5 separate regions of the Mus musculus genome follow, and regions 2, 3, 4 and 5 are each linked to region 1. The links are chromatin contacts, called in public Hi-C, HiChIP or PLAC-seq and promoter capture Hi-C maps. All regions are on one chromosome and are shown on one strand. The core of a region is the stretch at or near the end of the contact, and the rest is flanking DNA. Distances in the headings are between cores, read along the strand shown.

Evidence for each region. Hi-C and Micro-C count contacts between places; a contact is called where the count stands out from the background. HiChIP or PLAC-seq counts read pairs in DNA pulled down with a chosen protein or histone mark. Capture Hi-C pulls out chosen DNA fragments and counts their contacts.
Region 2: a contact with region 1 is called in a Hi-C map of muscle stem cells, with 1.6 times the contacts expected there. The contact joins two enhancer-like sites. A contact is called at or near these places in 3 of 484 Hi-C or Micro-C datasets (cerebral cortex, embryonic stem cells and muscle stem cells) and 3 of 115 datasets of contacts at active chromatin or transcription factors (embryonic stem cells, kidney and large pre-B cells).
Region 3: an H3K27ac HiChIP or PLAC-seq map of extraembryonic endoderm stem cells shows a contact between it and region 1, with 4 times the contacts expected there. The contact joins the promoter of Parva here to the enhancer-like site in region 1. A contact is called at or near these places in 3 of 39 promoter capture datasets (cranial neural crest, maxillary cranial neural crest and second pharyngeal arch cranial neural crest), 7 of 115 datasets of contacts at active chromatin or transcription factors (craniofacial prominence, embryonic forebrain, embryonic stem cells and 3 more) and 3 of 9 other capture datasets (adipose tissue, embryonic stem cells and pancreatic islet).
Region 4: a Hi-C map of muscle stem cells shows a contact between it and region 1, with 2.0 times the contacts expected there. The contact joins two enhancer-like sites. A contact is called at or near these places in 1 of 15 datasets of contacts at CTCF or cohesin (the NIH/3T3 cell line), 18 of 484 Hi-C or Micro-C datasets (cerebral cortex, cranial neural crest, embryonic fibroblasts and 5 more), 6 of 115 datasets of contacts at active chromatin or transcription factors (the NIH/3T3 cell line, embryonic fibroblasts, embryonic stem cells and 2 more) and 1 of 9 other capture datasets (embryonic stem cells).
Region 5: a promoter capture Hi-C map of adipose tissue shows a contact between it and region 1. The contact joins two enhancer-like sites. A contact is called at or near these places in 1 of 484 Hi-C or Micro-C datasets (nephron progenitors) and 2 of 9 other capture datasets (adipose tissue and pancreatic islet).

Annotation. Positions count from the first base shown.
Region 1 is chr7:112,619,710-112,622,482 of GRCm38.p6, forward strand. No RefSeq gene overlaps it. Among named protein-coding and RNA genes, the nearest start is that of Gm24154, 2.9 kb to the left of the region's middle. Within about 2 kb of position 1,357, at least 28 of the 459 cell types and tissues checked have an H3K27ac peak or open chromatin away from gene starts, as enhancers often do. A contact at or near this core is called in the NIH/3T3 cell line, adipose tissue and muscle stem cells, where this site is marked.
Region 2 is chr7:112,812,474-112,815,246 of GRCm38.p6, forward strand. The region is part of intron 2 of Tead1 (TEA domain family member 1); the gene reads left to right. Among named protein-coding and RNA genes, the nearest start is that of Tead1, 130 kb to the left of the region's middle. Within about 2 kb of position 1,453, at least 38 of the 459 cell types and tissues checked have an H3K27ac peak or open chromatin away from gene starts, as enhancers often do. A contact at or near this core is called in muscle stem cells, where this site is marked.
Region 3 is chr7:112,426,260-112,429,032 of GRCm38.p6, forward strand. It overlaps Parva (parvin, alpha), which reads left to right and starts at 1,447. Exons shown (of 13, transcript NM_020606.5): 1 at 1,447-1,841. The coding sequence starts at 1,706.
Region 4 is chr7:112,466,697-112,469,469 of GRCm38.p6, forward strand. All of the region lies in intron 1 of Parva (parvin, alpha), which reads left to right. Among named protein-coding and RNA genes, the nearest start is that of Gm45998, 17 kb to the left of the region's middle. Within about 2 kb of position 1,340, at least 166 of the 459 cell types and tissues checked have an H3K27ac peak or open chromatin away from gene starts, as enhancers often do. A contact at or near this core is called in the NIH/3T3 cell line and muscle stem cells, where this site is marked.
Region 5 is chr7:112,759,540-112,762,312 of GRCm38.p6, forward strand. It overlaps Tead1 (TEA domain family member 1), which reads left to right. Exons shown (of 13, transcript NM_009346.4): 2 at 1-100. Among named protein-coding and RNA genes, the nearest start is that of Tead1, 82 kb to the left of the region's middle. Within about 2 kb of position 1,407, at least 98 of the 459 cell types and tissues checked have an H3K27ac peak or open chromatin away from gene starts, as enhancers often do. A contact at or near this core is called in adipose tissue, where this site is marked.

The sequences.
Region 1 (2,773 bases), core at 107-2,606:
TGACCTCTGTGGGCTCCTACATACACCCAGCACACATGCATGCACACACACGCACACACATGCTCATCCACATGCACATAAAATAAACATTTGTCTTCAAAAGAAGTTGTTGTATAGATCCAAACTGTGTCTAAAAGTCACATGTACACAAGAAAAATGTCTTTGAATGTGGAACCATTCATGTGGTTGTGGCGTTTCATTATAGAATAAGCTCAGAAGCAGGGTTGGCACACTAAAGCCAAATCTGCTCCACCAATAAAAGTTGGTAAGAACCCAGTCACATCAATGCCTCCACATTTGCTTAGGGTCACTTCCATGCAGCAGAGACCATGTGGAATGCAAAGCCAAAGACACTATCTAAAAAAAATTGCTGAGTCCCAGCCAGACTTGCTGCCACCCAAGCCATGGAGTCTTCGGTATCTGATAGTAGGGGGCAGGGGCCATCCCTCTCCTTCCCGGGATGAAAGAATTGGATCGCCACCCAAGAAAGATACTGAGAGACATTAACATCAAGAGACAACTGTAGGCTGGAATGTGGTTCAGCTGATAGACCATTTCCTTAACAAATACAAGGCTCTAGGTTCAATTCCCCAGTACTGTATAAACTGAACCTTGTGTTTAATGACAGTAATCCCAGCATGAAGGAGGAGGGGAGGCAGAAGGATCAGCAGTTCCTGGTTATCCTCACCTACATAGTGAGTTTCAGATCAACCCAAGTTACCTGAGACCCTCCCTCCCCTCAGAGAGGGGGAAGGAGAAAGATGTGGGAAAAGGAGAGGGAGTGGGAGGGCGAAGGAGGTATGTGGGAGGGGGGACGACGGAAGACACAGACTCAGAGAGAGAAAGTGGAGGGAAAGAGAAAGAGAAACTGCATGTGGGAGGGGGGACGACGGAAGACACAGACTCAGAGAAAGAAAGAGAGGGAAAGAGAAAGAGAAACTGCATGCTTATCTTCATGCATATTTGCAGTGACCGCAAGTATCATTCCTCTCGATGGTTTCTCAATATTGGAAACACACTTGATGTGGGCCGTTTTTGCAACTGCTGTCAATCTCCCATTATATTTAGCAGTGAAACCAAATGTACCCTCTGAAGAAGTTCATTATCGCATAAGGCAGCCAGATTTCTGAAGCACGGTGTCTGCTTCCTTACATCTTTCTCACACTGTGGGATTTCCATCCCTTACGATGCATCCCGCACAGAGCTGGCACCGGAAACAGCCGTATTTCAGCGATTCTGTCTGTTTGCACTACTGCGCCGTGCTTGTGTTTGGTGAAGCCAAGCCTCAGAGCGCGGCTAAAAGCTCTCAGTAGAAACAGAGACACACTCATCTGGAAGAAGAGTCAAGTTCTGTAGGAGCGTGGCCTGGAGCATTTCCAGCCCAGTGGTTGGGAAAGAGAGTGCCCACCCACTGCACACCCTGAGCAGGCCTTGGCTCTGTGACCAGCCTCGTTACCTCACCACGGTGGGAATATGGACTAAGAAACAATTTACATACAGGACCGATGAAGCGGAGCAAAGGGGAAAGGTTGTTTTAGGGTATTTTTTGATTTTGTTTTTTAATTAATTTTTAAATTAGCATACAAAGTGATGGGTTTCATTATAGTATCCTTACATAGATAGCATAGATGTCACTATCTTGTTGTCAGCTGCTTCCCGTTCCTCACGTTGCTCCCCATCCCCCGCAGCTGGTTTCCTTCTTTCCCCCAGATAGTCCCCTTTCTGCCGTCTTATATGTGTTCCAATATCTTATCTCTCACCTCCCTTAAAATCTCTTCCTTACCTCTTGTGCTGGCTTCATCACCTACACACACACACACACACACACACACACAGACACACACACACACACACACTGGCATATGCACACACACACACACACACACTGGCACATGCACACACACCCCAATTTTAATTCAAGGTTCTGCACATAAGGGAAAACATGTGGTATTTATCTTTCTGCAGTCAGGCTTATTTCATTTAACCTAATAATCTCCAGTTGCATCCATTTGACTACAAATGTCACGATTTCATTTTCTTTATGGCTACATAAAATTCCATTCTGTGCATGTACCACGTTTTCTCTTTTAGGTTTATTACGCATGTTTGCCTGCCTGTGTGTATATATACCATGAGAGGGCATGGGCTCCCCTGGAACTGGACTTATAAATGGTTGTGAGCCATCATGTGGGTGCAGGGAACTGAACCTGGGTCCTTTGCAGCCAAAACAAGTACTCTTAACTGAGCCATCCACCCGTCTCTCCAGAACTGGCATCAGAGTCTCTTTATTCACTCGTCTGTTGGTGGACATCTAGGTTGGTTTGATTTTGGCTATTATGACACAGATGTGCAAGCATCGCTGTGGCCTGTTGACAGAGATGCTTCAGATCGATCCCCGGGAGAGGTTTCGCTGGGACATATGGTGCTTCTCTGTGTTTAGCTTTTTGGGAAATCTACCACTGATGTCTATAATGACTGTGCCAGGTTAAATTCTCCTGGGTCCACCTGCCTTTGTAGCATGGTTTTTGTTTTGTTTTTTTCTTTCTTCCTTCCTTTCTTTCTCCCTTCCTTCCTTCCTTCCTTCCTTCCTTCCTTCCTTCCTTCCTTCCTTCCTTCCTCTCCCTCTCCCTTTCCCCCCCTCTCTCTTTTTGACACAAGTCTCACTTTATAGCCCTGGCTGTCCTGAAACTCCCTATGTAGACCAGGCTGGCTCACAGAGATCTCTCTGTCAGTGTTTCCTTGATGCTAGTCATTCTGCTTGAGGTGAGATAGA
Region 2 (2,773 bases), core at 203-2,702, 190 kb after region 1:
ATTCCTCAGGGGACCACTAATAACTACCACATCTGTCTTTTCATCTTTCGAAATTATGCTAGCAGTTGTCCAAGTCAATTGTGATTCATTTGATAGTGCTCTCCTCCAAGACACACTGCAACCAAATAGACTTGCTCACCAGTAATATATCTGATGACATAGTTAGCTCTCGTTAATTGACAGAATGATTCAGGCTTTTATGGATGGCATTAATTGGTCCCTCGTGTCCATGTAATAATTGACCAGACAGAGGCAGCAGCATTAGCTCTCATCCAGCCAGAAGAGTTTGGAGATGAGGTTAATGTAGTAAGGATGACAAAACGTCTGTATTTTTAATCAAGACTTTATCAATGAGTTGAAGGAAAGAAAAAAAAGAGAGAAAATATTCAGGGAGGAATTCAGATAGTCTTAATTATGAACATTGTGTTCTAGCCTGCAGAGAGATGCAGCAGAGTGCAGCCCGGCCTCCTCTCTGCTCCTCAGGTGTCCTAGGATCTAAATGATACAGGGCTGGATGCCCCTGTACCTGAACCAAGGTGACGTAAAGGAGAGCCTTAGGCAGCTGTTTGTGAAATTTGTTTTTAGGAACTTGACATCAAGGCCTGTAAAATCGGAGCATGTAGGATTTATCGTCAAGTCTCTTGCTATGGAAGATACCCAGAATGTTCCATCAGCTTCTTGAAACTCAGTTGTCTCCTGTCACCATGTTTCTAGGGAAATAACCCCAGCCCACCATGGTAGAGTTTTTTCCTGTGTGAAAGTGTGTCACAGTGGGGCTGGAGAGAGATGTCTCAGCAGTCAAGACTGCTTGGTTCCTGGCACCCATGTTGGGAGGCTCACGGTCACCAGTCTCTTCAGCTCTAGGGGATCGGGCACTCTGGTGCCCTCTTCTGGCATTGACAGTCACTTGTACACACCTGCATATATACACGCGTGCAAAGATAAAATCAAACAAAAATTAAATGCTGTTTATACCGTAGCCGTGTGGTTCACCCCTGCTGCCTCCCTGCCCCGGCCTCTTTTATCATACATAGTTACTGTACAATCACACTTGGCAATTTTAATTTATCCTGGTTTTTTACTTGGCATGTTCTTGGCATGTCACAATAGCCGTTCTTGATTCTTTGGTTTTCAAAACTCCTGAGGTGCCTCCACAGCATTTTCTAAACCAAATTAACAGGTCCTTCTTTGTGTTTACCGGTTGGGTACTTGTTTCACAGAGAGTACCTTGAGCTTGCCTTGGGCAAGGCTGTGTTTGAGGACATGACACATGTAATTATGTAAGGATTTAATAGATGTTTTTTGTTTGTTTGTTTGTTTTTCAATTGAGTTGCAATCGTTACCTTTTGAGGAATGAGAATTTGAAGTTTGAGTCCAAGAAGGACAGCTTGGATCAAATTAGATATTGTGAAATCCTGTGAGTAAGTGGTTGGCTACCAGCCCTGGGACATTATTACAGTGTGGAGTAAAACCATCTGAGGTATGGGAGACGAGTCGATGACTCCGTGGAGAGGAGAGGACAGGGTGAGGTTTAAGTCAGAGCTGATTCCCCCCCCCCCCCCCCGTGGTGAGTAATAAGCTTCAGCTGTTCACCCTAACTTCGTTATGTGTGCTGTGGGTGTGACCTGGAGGTAGCCATGGGCATCTGGCACTCAGCATGGGTAGTAGGGTCTGATAGACCAGGCTAGCATCAGTTGATCCGCTGTGCTATGGGGCAACATGGATCTCAGGCTCTGCTTCCCCATCACAGGGAATGTGATGCCCTGTGCCTGAAATTGTTAAACACCAGTGAAAAGACTGCCTCGGGGTACCTGGCAGATTTTCCACAAGTGATTCTTGGCGCTGATTAGACATAAGGCTCTTCATTATAGGGACGTTAAATTTTTTAATTACATTGTACTTACTCTGTATGCACACACTCCGGTGAGCGCCACAGTAGGTGTATGGCAGTTAGAGGATGACTTGTGGGACTTTGGTTTCTTCCCCTTTCAATCTTGTGGGTCCTCGGGACTGAACTCAGGGTGTCAGGCTTGGCCACAAGCACCTTTACCCATCTCATTAGCTGCCGAGAACCGTGAACTCTTTCCTGGTCCTCCTGCCTCCCCTTCCTGAGTGCTGGGACCACAGGTGCGTGCTGCTATGTCTGTTCAGTGTGGTCCTGGGGGTTCAACCCAGGCCTTAGTGCATGTAGCTACATCCCCACCTCTTTAAATCCTACCTCTAGTTGCATGTGGCTTCCACTGTCTCAGAAAGCATGCCTTTCTTATCCAGTATCCAACAGCTGCCCTGAATGCGAGGGGACCAGCAAACTACGCTTTTCTGGGTTTTTGTTTGTTTGTATGTTTGTTTGTGACAGGGTCTCCAGTATGTGGCCTTGCCTCTCTCTGGAATTCATAGAGATCCACCTGCCTCAGCCTCCTGGGAATTAAAGGCATGTACCACCTTGACCTGTCGACCCTTGCTTTTCCTACTGGAAAACATGCACCCCCTCTGTGTGATGGAATCTCAGAGGCACTGTTGCAGGGAAGATCTGGCAACAGCTGTAGTGTTAAGTCGTGTTAGCCTAGGCGTTATTCCTCAGGGTGTTTTCATACTGGTAAGAAGTTGCATTTGTTTCTCAGTGGCAAATGGTGAAATGAACAGGTATGCATTAGCCCAATGCTGTCAATCTATAGTGTGTGTCAGAGCAGTACCATATACCACATGCCTCACCATAAAGCTATCAACCAAAACCCAAAACAGTTTCTTAAATAAACAAACAAACCCCCCCAAA
Region 3 (2,773 bases), core at 197-2,696, 190 kb before region 1:
AGGAGAGGCAAGGCAGTAAGCAGTATTTCTCCATGGTCTCTGCTTCCGATTTCTGCCTCCAGACTCCTGCCTTGACTTCCCTCCGTGATGGACTGCTACCTTACAGGTAAAATAAACCCTCTCCTCTCTAGGTTGCTTCCGGTTCTGGGATTTATCAGAACAATAGGAAGGAAGTTAAGACACACATTCTCATCACCAACATGCATGTCACTCATCAACACGTGCCTCTGGCTGAGAACAGACACTGCTGCCTAGCTGGGCACTAGATCACAACCTAGTGCCCAACTGCTGGACCGATTTCTCCAGCTCAGTTCAAAATCTTGCTCCCTCTGAGTCAGAGGTTCAGTCAGATTCCATCAGTGTGTGTAGTGTACATGTGGAAAGCCCTCCTCAGAGCAAGACAGCCACCATCTTCATCTAAGCAGATGTGAGAACTTGCGACCTCCCTTCCCACTCGACTCCTGACCTAGAGACCGACCCTGTTTATTGATGTTCCCTTATAGAAGGATGGAGCAGGGACAGTCACTGAATTTTCATCTCAATTCTGGCCACTCCCTCTTGTAACCCTACTAGGTCATTCTGTCCTAATTCCACGTGGTCACTGGAGGTGTTAGAGTAGTAGTCTGTTGAAGATTAGCTGAAGGGGATTCCATTTAGACAGTTAGGGGAAGTCATCCGCCCTGGGGTAGAAATTTGCAGTAGTGCAGCTGCTTTGGGGCCCGCCCACATTCCTGTAGGTGACTCCTTCCCCAGGCTCTGTAAGTCTGATAAACTCATTGGATCCCAAGCTTGATTTCAGGGAAAAGGTAATTTGGTGGTGGTGCTCTGGGAAGGAGACATAGATATTTGTTTATGCCCCATCACGGAAAGAGCTGTGGAAACAGTTATGTAACTCTTCCCGCTGGTGTATGACCAAGGTATCCTGAAAGAATGGGAAAGAGATGGTCAAGCCACAACTTAGGACGAAGAAGCACAGTAAAAGTACGCAGGACTCCTAAACATCTCCAGCATGAATCTTTAAAACTGCCTGGTGTGACTCCAGCGTCAGGTCAAGAGAGTCTGGAACTAATTCTATTGCTCTTGGCTAGATAGATGAGCGTCTGCCGTCGTGGACTTCCAGCTTTGTTTGAGTGTGGACAGGAGAAGGTGGAAGTCCGCAGATTCATGCAGAAGTTGAACGGGAAGTCTGTTGGGACCAGAGCCCATTTTAGATCCTTGACTTCTTTGTGAGACAAAAGTACTAACAGTATAGGAACCCATCCATGCAGGAGGTAGAGCAAGAGACCGCAGCAGCTGGGAAATAGGGTCACAGGGCTGATTCCCTGCGGATTCTGACGCGTGTGTGTGTGTGTGTGTGTGTGTGTGTGTGTGTGTGTGTGTGTATGCAAAGCAGAGAAGTGAAGGCTTCCAAGCTCCAGATAAGACCTCACGTCCCCCTAGCATGCACTTGCCCCTGCGTCTATAGCCCCCAGCAAGCGGCAAGCCAGGGCATCCTCGTAGCCAGGGCAGCCCTGGGCACGGGGGCCCCAGGCGCAGCAGCTCCTCGCAGGGCGGAGGGCGGCGCGAGGGAGGGAGCGAGGGACGGGAAAGGCGAGCGAGCTGCCTCAAATGCCTGGAATAATTCCGCTTCCGTTTGGAAAGCCGCAGCCTCAGTCCCGCCGCCGCCCGCCGCGGCCGCCCAGCTCCAGCTCCGCGTCCAGCCGCCATGGCCACATCCCCACAGAAGTCGCCCTTGGTCCCCAAATCACCCACTCCCAAGTCGCCTCCGTCCCGCAAGAAGGATGACTCGTTCTTGGGGAAACTCGGAGGGACGCTGGCCCGGAGGAAGAAAGCCAAAGAAGGTAGGAACAGCCGAGGCCGTGGGCGCTGCAGGGATCGGGAGCCTGGAAGTGGGAGACCCCCCTGGCAGTGCCTGGGCGCGCCTCTCAGTGTCCCCATGTCGCCTCCAAAGCCCTAACCGGGTCGGTGTCATCTCTGGTCCACAGGCGGAGCCCAGGCTTTGGGTGGCTGTTGTCCCAGAGCCCAGGCCCAGCCGGTCCCCTGTGCTCTCCCCTAGGCCGCTGTCCCCGCCCTCTGCGCGCCCGAGGACTGGCATTTGCCAAGTTTCTGCTGGAAAGTTTTCTCGGGCGCCGTCATTCCCCGCTCTCAGCCTTCATTGGTCTGTTGCGCCGTCGTTTCCTGGGCGCCTTCAGGTCTTTTGCTGCAGCTGCAATGGCCTCCTTGGATCTCTCGCGGGCTCCCTGGACTTGTGTGGACTTTGATGATCTGTATAAAATGTTAGTTGACTGACTGAGAGAAGAACGTGCCGAAGTTGGGGGGGGGGGGATTGAGGAATGGTGAGATAAACTCACTACACCTAAGGACTGTGACCCTGCTGTGAACCTGGACATTCCATTCCAAGTTTTATTTAAAGAAAAAGAAAAGATTTCTTTTTCCCACCACAGTGAATTGCAGCAATCTCATTTTTTGTTTCCAGAATAGTTTCTGTGGAAAGTACTTTTTCCCCCGTAGGCAGAATTTACAACTCACATTTGGGCGTAGGAAATGCAGTGATGATTCTAAAAATCAATGTGGCGATAGGTGTGTGAATAAAAAGGGGTTTAAAATGTTTTCCTCTTTGGCATGGCTGGGATTGGATTTAGAGGGCCTTAGGTCTACTGCGTGAGCACCGCGGTCTTATTCTTTCTCTTTTGAGACTCTTTAGCCTTGTGCTTAGTCTTGTGTAGCCCAGGCAGAACTTTGTGGTCCTCCTGCCTCGGCTTCCAAAGTATTT
Region 4 (2,773 bases), core at 90-2,589, 150 kb before region 1:
GAAATAGAAATGATTTTGAATCATCAGGTGTGTGTGCCCACACTGGCAAGGGACCTTAAAAGTGGAGGAGAGGGACCTGAGAGCTACAGGGAGGTGTGGCCAGGGACGAGAGGTCAGAGATATGTGACAGGACAGACTGTAAACACAGGGTGAGGAGCCATGAGCCAAGCCATGTTGGAGGCCACCAGCACCTGAAAAAGGGAAGGGCAGAGATTCTCCTCAGAGCCTCCAGAAGAGAACATGGGCCTGCTGACGTCCTGACTCCAGCCCAGTGAGACCTATTGTGACTTCTGACCTCCACCATTGTGAAATAATGAATGTGCGTTGTTTTAAGCCACTAAATATGTGGTAATTGGTTGCAGCAGAAAGAGGAATACAAACAACATTTTTGTACCAAATATCCTTAACTGTAGCACATTCTGTTATAACCTTTGGCTGAGAAATTGTAAGTCTGGTTTTTTTTCCAGGTGTAGTGAGTGTTTTAAATCTTAGCACTTGGGAGGCAGAAGCAGATCTCTGTGAGTTCAACACCAGCCTGGTCTACATAGTGAGTTCTAGGCTAGATAGGACTCCATCATGAGAACCTGTTTCAAAAGGAAAGAGGAGGAGGAGGAGGAGGAAGAGGAGGAGGAGGAAGAGGAAGAGGAAGAGGAGGAAGTCTCTTTAGAGAGATTGCTTGCCAGGCTATGTGGAATGATATCATGCCTTTGGAGGAGTGACTGGACTTGCTGACATGTCCCTAGCTTCGAGGAATGCAGATAGCAAGCATTTTTCCAGGTGGCACACTGAGTCCTGATTTTAACTGACCATGGAGACCAGGGGAAGCTACAAAATTCAGGGAGCGTGGTTGGATATGCAGTCCCAGGACCCTTAGTCAGTATGGTCCAGGGACTGTGGATCAGGGATTGGATGGCCCTCAGACTGATGTGGGATCTCCTTTGTTCTGCCTGGGATTCAAGATTTAGCTTCCAAGCCTCCTGTGTGAAACACCCTAGCTCTTTTCAGCTCTCAGGAAACTCCCTCTAAGCCTTTCCCCTCCCTTAGCCAGGGCCCCAGCCAGCTGCTTCGCCTCCTGTGCTGCGGTTGTTTTCCCTTGACTAGCTGTCAGGCCGGTCTGCAGAGGGCCAGCCCAGCCTGTTCCAGGCGTACATTTGGGGCTCAGCCGTGGATACATTTGATTGGTTGTGGCTGGATCCAAGGGGTCCTACACAAGGCCTCTTGCTTTCTCCTTTTAGGGAAGTTGGTTCTCTCTTGCTTGTTTCTCCTCCTCTCTCTGGACGCATCACCGGCAAATCTCAATAGGGCCCAGTGCCCGCAACCAGTCTGTGATTCACGCTGAGCCTGCCAGATTGCTCACTCCAAAACCCGTGTCCTTCCTTCCCTGGACACAGCCGAGGATCCTCCACCACCACAACCATCTTAGCTTCAAATGTGAAAATAAAACAGGGGGAAAAATCACCGTAGAACCATTTTTAGTGACTCATCACATGGAACCTTTGTGTAAAACCAAGAGGCTCAGATGGCAGAGAGCTCACCCAGTTAGTGTACCCAAAGCCCTGGGTGCCACCCCAGTACTGCATAAGCCTGAGCATCGTGGTGCAAGCCTGTGGTCCCAGCACTCGGGAGGCCCAGGCAATGGGAAGTGGAAGGGGCAGAATCGGAAGCTGAAGACTGGCTTGACAGAATGGTAAAAGTACTTACTTACTATGAAAGCCTGTGTCCTGAATTCTGTCCCCCAGAACCCATGGTAGGAGAAAACAGACTCCAGAAAGTTCTCCTCTGATCTCCACATGTGTGGGCACATGTGTAATAACATCCATGTCACGTCACTAGGGCTTACTGGTTGCCAATGTAGCCTGAAAACACAACTCTAGGCTCAATGAAAGACTGTCTCAAAGGTTTTTCTTTCTTTGTTCTTTTAAAAGATCCCTTCATTTCTTTTCCTTTAGATATTTAGGTGAACAGTAATAATTTTAAAATAGGCTTTAATTTGTTTTTTTTTTGGAGAAGACTTGAATTTATAGAGAATATATGGGGCTAATACAGGGTCCTCATGTATATCTCATACCCTTCCCCCTACTGTAGACTCACGCTGGTGGGAGACCTTGGTTACAGTGGGTGAGCCAGTACTGATGCACAGCTTTCACTAGAGGACACACCCACACTTTGTTTGGATTCTCTTAGCTCTTCTTACCTAAGAACCATCTTTCTCTGCTCCGGGACCACATTTCCTTAGGTGGGCCCAGATTCCTAATCTCCTTGTGGTAGGGATAGGTTTCAGGCTTTCCTTGGTTCTTATATTTTCTTTCTAAAATTTTTGCCTTTTTTTTTTTTTTTTTTTGGTGTGATGAACATTTTTGGCCTGCTTGTATATCTGTGCGTCTTATTCATATAGTGCTCACAGAGGCAAAAAACAAAACAAAACAAAACAAAACAAAAAAAGTACCTGATCTTCTAGGACTAGGGTTACAGATGGGTGTGAGCCACCATGTGGCTAGGAATCAAACCCAGGTCCTCTGGAAGAGCAACAAGTGCTCCTAACCACTGAGCCATCTGTCCAGCCCCTAGAGCTTATATTTCCAGGAAGTTGGGTGCTTCTGATCATCTCCTCATAGTCAGGCTGCGTTGAGTTGGTGGGTCATGGATGGCCTACGTAGCGTCTGTGAAGTTGGAATCAAATGATGTATGAAGCCTACAGCATGCTTAGAAAAGTCAGTGCTGACACAATGATACACAAGGCTTTCAAGAAAGAGCCTTCTCCGTTTATCCCTGC
Region 5 (2,773 bases), core at 157-2,656, 140 kb after region 1:
TGGAGTCCTGATATTGAGCAGAGTTTCCAGGAGGCCCTGGCTATCTATCCGCCGTGTGGGAGGAGAAAAATCATCTTATCAGACGAAGGCAAAATGTATGGTAAGTGGCCTGGAACATTCCTTTCAGGGCCTCCAGCCTGCTGCAGTGGGAGGGGATGTTCTCCGAAGCCAGCCTGGTTGCTCTTTGTAGAATGACATTTGGCTATCCCAGGGACCAGGGCTCCACTACAGAGGAGGATCCTGGGATACCATCCCTTGGGGGTTTTCTCTTCATGCTTGACAGGCCTTCTGGCAGATGCTCTCAAGGTTCACGTGCCACGGTGGCATACGTGCAGGAGGGAACAAATTCTTCAGTCATTCGGCTCCACATAGCTGGCGTCGAGTGGGACCGAGTCCCTTGAGTCCTTCCCACCCTTGCAGGAAGATCTTGTGCTTTAGATTTGTATTTGAAATCTATTCTTTTTTTATTGGCTGGGGATGTGGTTGTTCCTGGCAGCACAGACCTCTAGGTTTAATCTACAGCCTTGGGAAACAGGGCATGGCAGTGCTCCCCTGTAATCCCAGTAGTGCTCCCCTGTAATCCCAGCACTCAGGAAGTGGAGCTAGGTTGACCAGAAGTTCAAGGTCTACATAGAGAATTCTGGCCAACCTGGACTTAATGAGACCCTGCCTCAACATTATGTCCCTCTAAAAATTCTGAAATCCCCCACTTCAGGATCAGCCCTGTACTGGCCAGATAAAACACACACAGGTTTGATTGGCCTGTTTCCATTCTTGCTTCTAACTTGCAGCTGAATGGCTAGTTAAGACGTTGTTGTGTGTCCTGTCCTGTCCCATCTGTTTTTCCCCAGCCCCAATTCATGTGCCCAGCTCCCAGCTCCCAGCTTCCCCTTCCTCTATGACTGTCCTCTGAGTAGGTTCTGGGGAAAGCTGCATGAGGCAAGGAAGGCAGGCCCAGCTTTCCAAATGGCTCTGGTTGCTGACAGCGAATGTCCCCACCCTAGCTGGTGTGAAGCTTCCCTCCACAGGTTGGGGACATTCTCTTTCCAGAATGCTCCCAGCTGCATGCAGACTTGCGGGTTTTTTGGCTATCTACCTTTAGGAAAGTAGGTGGCAGGTGGTCACTTGTACATAGTGCTTGTCTAACTGAGTTGACAGAGTTTGTGTTGTCACCAAGTCTAAAGAGATGCAGCCAGCATAAATTCCACCAACACTGGCTCATCCACTACCCGAGGCTCTTAACTCAACAGAGGAGTGATTTATTTCTCAGTAATTCCCACTATTTCTGTAATAGGGTGTTGTACCTTTAACCCCGCGTGTCTCTGTCAGGAGCCCAAGGAGGCTGTGCTCAGACCAGCAAAGACTTCTGAGAGGAGAGCAGATGGTAGCACAGCTGCCACCAGCTGTGCCCTGCCTGCCCTCCCCCTTCACCACGGATGATGTAATGGAAACAAAGACACTTTTGCTTTCTGTGGCACTGAGCCTCTCAGCCTGTCATGCACTCGGGAGTGAGAACCCAAACTTGTGGCATTTGTTTTATGCTCTTGTGAGTTTCTGCTATAGCCAGAGAATCCTCTTTTTATCTAGGGTAGTGAAGTCGGGCCGAAACCGGTTGCTCAGCTGCTGTGGGTGGATCCTGCGTCCGTCCTTTCTTCCCCGGCTTCTCCTTCCTCAGCTTTCCCTTGAAGCATAGCTTTGGGATGTTGCATTGTGAAGCTCCCACTTCTTTGCTCACAGGTTGTTTTAATCTAAATTAATGGCGTAAGACATTTGGTGGTGTACATCTATAATCCCAACAACACTCAGGAGTCTAAGGCAGAAGGAGAGTGAGAATTAGAGCCAGCCTAAGCTATCTAATGAGATCGTGCCTTTGAAAATGTTTTTTCCCCCTCCATTGAGATTTTCCTTTGTAAATAGTTGCCCACTTTGCCTATAACTCAATTGTAAACTTTTTATGTGAAAATGATTTTTAAGATCTCTTGCTGAGAACTGAATCCATGGAAGCTTCAGATTGGAGTTATTCTATCAGCTATTAACCTGATCACATTTGTGCTTGGTGTTAATGTAGTTTTGGGCTCCTGGGAAAGATGATCAAATAAATGAGGACAACAGGTCCTTGGAGACTTGCCATCTAGGATATTGTGGTTTTGAGGGGTGGAATTCAGCAGGGTGATTAGATATTGGTAAGTTTGGTGTTGGCTGTGGGATATGTGTCTAGGACGAGGGTAACTCAGTTCCCAGTACTTCCCAGTTGTATCTGTTTTTGAGTATGGGTGTCTTTCTCCTTAAGTTAACACTATCCGATTACTGTCTGTTGGTGGCCAGCCAGATTTAAAATGAGGCAACCGTTTTTCCTCACTAGGGAGGAAGAGTCTAGTATGGTTGTGGGTTTCACAGGGCCAGAGAGTACACAACCTGCATGGTTTTGTCCCCTGATCAGGAAGAGATGGGTTTTCTGCATTGGCCTTGCAGTATCTCCATCTGTCCAGGGAGGAAGCACTCCCCTTGGCTCCCTGTCTTGTGGCATAAGATAGAATGCCTCAGGCTATCTTGGAGGGAAGTGTGGTAGTTCCTGGGCTAGTTGAATTGGAGACTGGGCCTCCCTTTAGGGGATCTGCTTTAACTTTGTCAGAGAAAGTTGACTCTCCTTAGTGCTACCTCAGCCAGTCGGAGACAGAGTCATGTGAGCCCATGTAAGGCCAGGGTCACCCTTCGTGATCAAGCTTTTGCTAGCACATAAACGAATCTTAATGTTCGACCAGTAGTCAGCGGT